Regions from separate parts of the Sus scrofa genome. Here region 2 is linked to region 1. A link is a contact called in public Hi-C data. All regions are on one chromosome and are shown on one strand. Each heading gives the region's core, a stretch centred on a gene start, on an enhancer-like site or on the middle of the called end of the contact. The rest is flanking DNA. Distances are from core to core; before and after follow the strand shown.

Region 1 (2,542 bases), core at 24-2,523:
AGGATTAAGTCGGTCTCATCAGAGCCCAGGTCTGGCCCCAGCGCACCGGCCGTAGCCCCGAACAGTACGACTAGGGGTCCAGGCCCGGGTCGGGGGTCGGCAGCGGAGTCTGCTGTGGGGTTCGGGCCTGGGGGCGGTGGCTGGGGTGGCGGCGGAGTCATGGCCGCAGAGGAAGGGGGCGCTCGGCCAGACACACGCGGACCGACGAAGCTCACGCACGCACCGACAGACGGCAGACGCGGATCGGCTTGGGCGGGACACGGTGTGTTGGGGGCGGCACCTGCGGCCCGGCTGGCGCTGTGGGCGCTGCTGAGACCCGCCCGCAGCGCCCGGCGGGGCGGGGCGGCTACCGGCCCCCGCCCTCTCTGGGCGAGATACCTGTCGGCCCTGCGGGCCACGTGACCCGAGGGCGGCCCCCGGAACCGTGGGGGAGGGCCACTAGAACCTAGCCCTGGACGCGCGTGCTCACAGGCCTGGCCTGGGCTAATTCTCAGAACCCGGACTCCCACTCCCCTTAGCAGAACCTGCCTGACTAACGGGGCGACTCCACACTCCGCTCCCACGAGGCTTCCTCCTCACTCCTCCACCAGGAGGCCTTCGCCAAGGGAAGTGCAAAACCAAGGACCTTCTTCAGTCCGTTAGGAGTAGTGAAAATCACCAGGAGGCAGCGTAGAGGCTGAGGGAGTCATGACGGCTGGTCTGGACGGGTAGTAGAAGTCACCCATGGTCACAAGGAGTGGTGAAAATTACCGGGCATCACCCAAAGGCTTGTAGGGGGATCACCATAGGTCGATTGAGGGGGAGGGAAGGGTGTCAGAGAGCACCAAGGAACCCTTGGGATCAGTAGTCAGGGCTTGTCCCTACAGGTGCAAAGGCTGGGCCTTAGCCTGGCTTCAGGAAGGGCCCACGGTGCCAAAGCATGGTTGGAGGTGAGCAGGCCTCGGTGCTGGGGAAGAAAGAAGCGCGTTCCCACCACCTCGGCCCCAGCTCCCAAGAGCGGCACCCCAGACGGCACTGAACCAGAAGCTCCCGACCAGAAGCCTCACTCCTACCCCAGGTGAGGACTGCGACCTGCCGCCTTCCCCCTTGACCACAGGCCTGTTGCCTGGAGATATGAGCGTGCTGGGGCGGGGGGGGGGGGGCAGCGGCAAAAGCGCATTGTGCGCAAAGGGGCTGCAGATCCTCCATCTCTTCTCTCCTCCGGACAGTTCCTGTGGAGGGCTCCCAGCACCCTTTCGCCCAGTCAGGCTTGCTGAGGCTCCTTTATGGTTGAGTCTCCAGGCCGCTCCGGACTTCCCCCGGTTCTCCCATTTATGCGACTCAGAAACTGAAGATGAATCCAGCGGGTAGGAGGGACTCCAGCCCAGCAGAAGCAGACACATAGGGAGGGTTGCCAAGCCCCAGCGGAAGCTGGGGCGAGAGCCACACCTCACTCTTTCGGAGAAACTGGGCGCTGCGTCCAGACCTTCGGACCACTGAGAGAGCGAAGGAGCCCAGCGTAGAGGGGGCGCCTACGAGGCTTTGTCCACTAATTCACACTGCATCGCGTCCCCATTTGACGGATAAGAGACTGAGGCGTCTGGGAGGGTAATGACTCGCGCTGGGACACGGCGGCCAAGAGGGAGAGGGAAGTAGACGGGTCTTCCAGCGGCTTTGGGCAACAAGCACTTCCCCCTGGGATGTACGCGAGTGTCTGCGCTTTACTGCCCTACGCGAGACTGCTACCCGGCGCCTGCACACTTAACCCCACCCCCGCGAAGCGCTAAGCCAATCAGGACCGGAGGGAGGAGGACATGTCGCTCTTCGGGCTCCGCCCTCCTCTAGATAAACCTGGAATGTCAAATATTTGTTCTGTGGTCCGCGCAACAGCGAGGTAAGTTCCCTCCACCCAATCCTGGAGCGCACGTGTGCCCGGCTGAGTCGGCCTTCCTTCAGGCTCTGCCCTTGCAGCTAATTCCACCCCAAAAGCACCCCAGCCTCTCCTAAAACTTCCCTGGCGTACATCGCCCCAGGTTAGGCTCCAGTCTGGGTTCTCCTCCTAGAGGACAGAGCCCTGGCGCCCTTGCTGGGCCATCCAGCTGCTACCTGATCTCAGTCTCGCCCTTTCTGGCGACCCCTATCCATTCAACCTCTAGACCTTCGCGTTAGGCTATTCTTCCTCCAGCGCGGGTCTCAATGAGGAAGCCTCCCCCTTGAGGTGACCTCTTGGCACTTCGGACAGTCCTGAACGCATTTCCATTGGAGATGCATACATGCATGTACAGGTCCCTGCGGGGTAATGAACCCAAGTGTGGGGGGTTTCGGCTCCCCCAAACCCCCGTACACCTGTCTGACCACCCCCACCCACATGGCAATAACCATAACCCATGTTTGGACTCTTTGAAAAACGAAATTCAAATTCATTAAAATAACATTAGGGAATTCCTGTCGTGGTGGAGTGGGAATCAGACTAGGAACCATGAGGTTGCAAGTTCGACCCCTGGCCTGCTTAGCAGGTTAAGGATCCGGTGTTGTGGTGAACTGTGGTGTAGGTTGCAGAGGC
Region 2 (2,542 bases), core at 13-2,512, 69 kb after region 1:
ATCTGTATTTAAGAAAAAACAAAAACAAAACTTCATAACTCATGAAGCAGTATGAATTCGTGTGGAACTAGTTTTGGCAAGAGAGGTGGCTATGGTCACCATGCCCAAATTGTTATCCAAGTATAGTAGCAACATGATAAAATATTTTTTGCTTGATACATTTTGAATAAAAATCTCATTTTTTAAACTACGAGAACTACTAAAAGGAGATCTGAAAAATGTTTATCAAGAGGAAGCATACCTGAGGTTGAGAATTTTCTATTTCTTTGGTTTTACTGCATGTAGCTGACTTTGTTTTTTGGAAGTGAGGGACAAAACTAACTTAGTAAATGTAATTAGTAGAAAGTAATACTGAATTAAATGTAAGAGGTCTTGCACTCTAATTCTAAATTACCTCAAACCTGGTAGCCTACCCAGGGCTGGTCCTTTAACCTCCCTTAAATATAGAGTTTTCCCATCTGCTCTATTTTTACCTTGGTCAAAAGCCTCCAGTGATTCCCCATCTCAGGACGAAAGGCAGTGTATCCTTGCAAGTATCTACTTGAAAGGGTCTAGCAAGTATCCTCTCCCCAAATTTCTTACTATCTTTCCCCATCTCACTGGGCTCCAGGCACAATGACTCTGAAAACACCAGATAAATTTGGCTTCAGGGTCTTTGCAGTTATAGCTCCCCAGTCTGGAATCCTCCCCAGATATATACAGTGCCCTGCCATTCACCTCCAAGTCTTCACTCAAATGGCATTTTCTCAATGAGATGGGATCATAGTTTTCCTTTTTCTCTCCCTGTCCTTATAGCCCATATCGCTACCTGAAATTGAATTTATTTCCTTGATCTTTCTCTCCTCTAAGTTAGGTCCTCACTGCTGTATCCACAGAACTTAAGAACAAGGAGTGGCACATAGTGGCCTGTGAATAAATACTTGTTGAATGAAAAACCTAACCTATAAACTGAGCTTATCAATATGGTTGGAGCATCCATCTCTAAAGTGAAGTCATGTGTACCCTCTTTAACTGTGTAGAAGCCCAGTGCGCGACTGCGGACGTGTACTCACTTTGCGGGAGATTGTGGCGTTCGCGGCTTCTGGGTCTTCTTCCTCACGGACCAGGTCCAACAGCTGGAAGCCTGCGTCCTCAGCCGTGGCCTCTGGGCTTCCCGGCGCGTCTTCGGATTCCAAGCCACCCGAGGGAATCCCCGAAGATCGGTGGCTAGAGACTACTCTGTAGCGGCCCTCCTGCCGCATCTCCTGAGCAGACGCGCGGAGATGACTGCGGATGCGCTGCTGGCTGCTCTGGGATGGGCGCAGGGCCGCCCGCAGGAGAGGCTGGACTGGCTCCTCCTGGTGGGAGAGGGTGGAAGCAAGGGTTCAAGAGAGTGTCAGAGATAAGGACGCACCACAGCTGAGCCCTAAGATCCCTTTCACACCGGCTCCCTCCCAGCCCAATACCTGGGAGCGCAAAGTGGCCACCAACTGGAAGACATTATTTTCTGCTGCACTCTCCAGACCATCCGGAGGCGTCTTTTGGACTCCCGACTCAACTGCGCTGGAGCGGAGGCGTTTACAAGCGAGGACAAGTGCCTCAGCTGGTTCTGCGCTGCGCTTCCGCTTCACTCGGAGCACCGCTGTCCTGCCGGCCTCCATACTGGCTGTCGTGGAGCACTGTGGGAACGCGAGAGGTGCGACGGAAGAGCTTTCTGCTTCCGCTTCCGGGCTCCGTGCCCCGCACGCTCCGCGAGCCAAGGGAGGTCCCGCCCTTGCACGCCTGCCGCGGCAATATGGCGGGGGCGGCAGACGTGAGTGGAGAGATTCTTGCGGCGGGTGAGGCGCTGGGCGGGTTGGGAAGGTCGGTCGCGGTTGGAGGCTTGGGTGCAGCCAGCTTCCAGTCCTCAGCTCAAGGCCTCGGAGCCTGGGGTACGCATGTCTTCGAGACTCTCGAGGACCTTTCTAGAGTCCGCCTGAGGCGGCTCGGAGCTCCCGGGCCGGCGAGAGTGCGGGGTTCCGGGAGGTCTCCGTCTCTGCCATCCAGTCGGGTGATTGCTTCTAGCTGGGTCTGTGACTGAGCACCTCCACGGGGACCTCGGTCATAGTACCTGGCGTCTCTCCTCAGCGACAGAGACTTGCACCACGGTCATATGGACCTCCAGCTGTCGCACGGCTGTCTGGTTCGCTAGGCTTTCCCAGTCACAGTGTTTTCAGTAGTCGGAAACCTATTTACCACATACCGGCCTGAGTGGTCTGTAAAACCATACACTCACCGTAGGTATTTTTTTTTTTTTTTTTTGCTTGAAATCCTTGAGTTGCTCCCAGTGCATCTAGAACAAAATGCAAACCACTTTTCCAAAGCCAACAGGCCACAGTGATTTGCAGAAGCCCACCCCTAATCTGTCATTTCTTCTACTCAAAGTGCTTCAGTCCGGCAGGCTTTTGTCACTATGCACCTGGTTTTTTATATCCTAGGGCCTTTTCTTGGGAAAAGTTGGGGTAAGGATTCCTGAAATATGAGCACTACACTTTCACAGCTTTTAATTTGGCTTGTCTTGTAG

Evidence for each region. A called contact is a pair of places that touch in the nucleus more often than the background predicts.
Region 2: a Hi-C map of embryonic fibroblasts shows a contact between it and region 1, with 2.4 times the contacts expected there. The contact joins the promoter of PRMT7 here to the promoter of ESRP2 in region 1. A contact is called at or near these places in 3 of 5 promoter capture datasets (fetal liver, fetal skeletal muscle and liver), 15 of 47 Hi-C or Micro-C datasets (blood, brain, embryonic fibroblasts and 8 more) and 2 of 2 datasets of contacts at active chromatin or transcription factors (alveolar macrophages and skeletal muscle).

What each region holds. Positions count from the first base shown.
Region 1 is chr6:28,812,719-28,815,260 of Sscrofa11.1, forward strand. ESRP2 (epithelial splicing regulatory protein 2) reads right to left here and starts at 1,274. Exons shown (of 16, transcript XM_021094132.1): 1 at 1,053-1,274; 2 at 1-699. The coding sequence starts at 161.
Region 2 is chr6:28,881,886-28,884,427 of Sscrofa11.1, forward strand. PRMT7 (protein arginine N-methyltransferase 7) reads left to right here and starts at 1,263. Exons shown (of 19, transcript XM_021094144.1): 1 at 1,263-1,817. SLC7A6OS (probable RNA polymerase II nuclear localization protein SLC7A6OS) reads right to left here and starts at 1,687. Exons shown (of 5, transcript XM_021094162.1): 1 at 1,446-1,687; 2 at 1,053-1,337. The coding sequence starts at 1,640.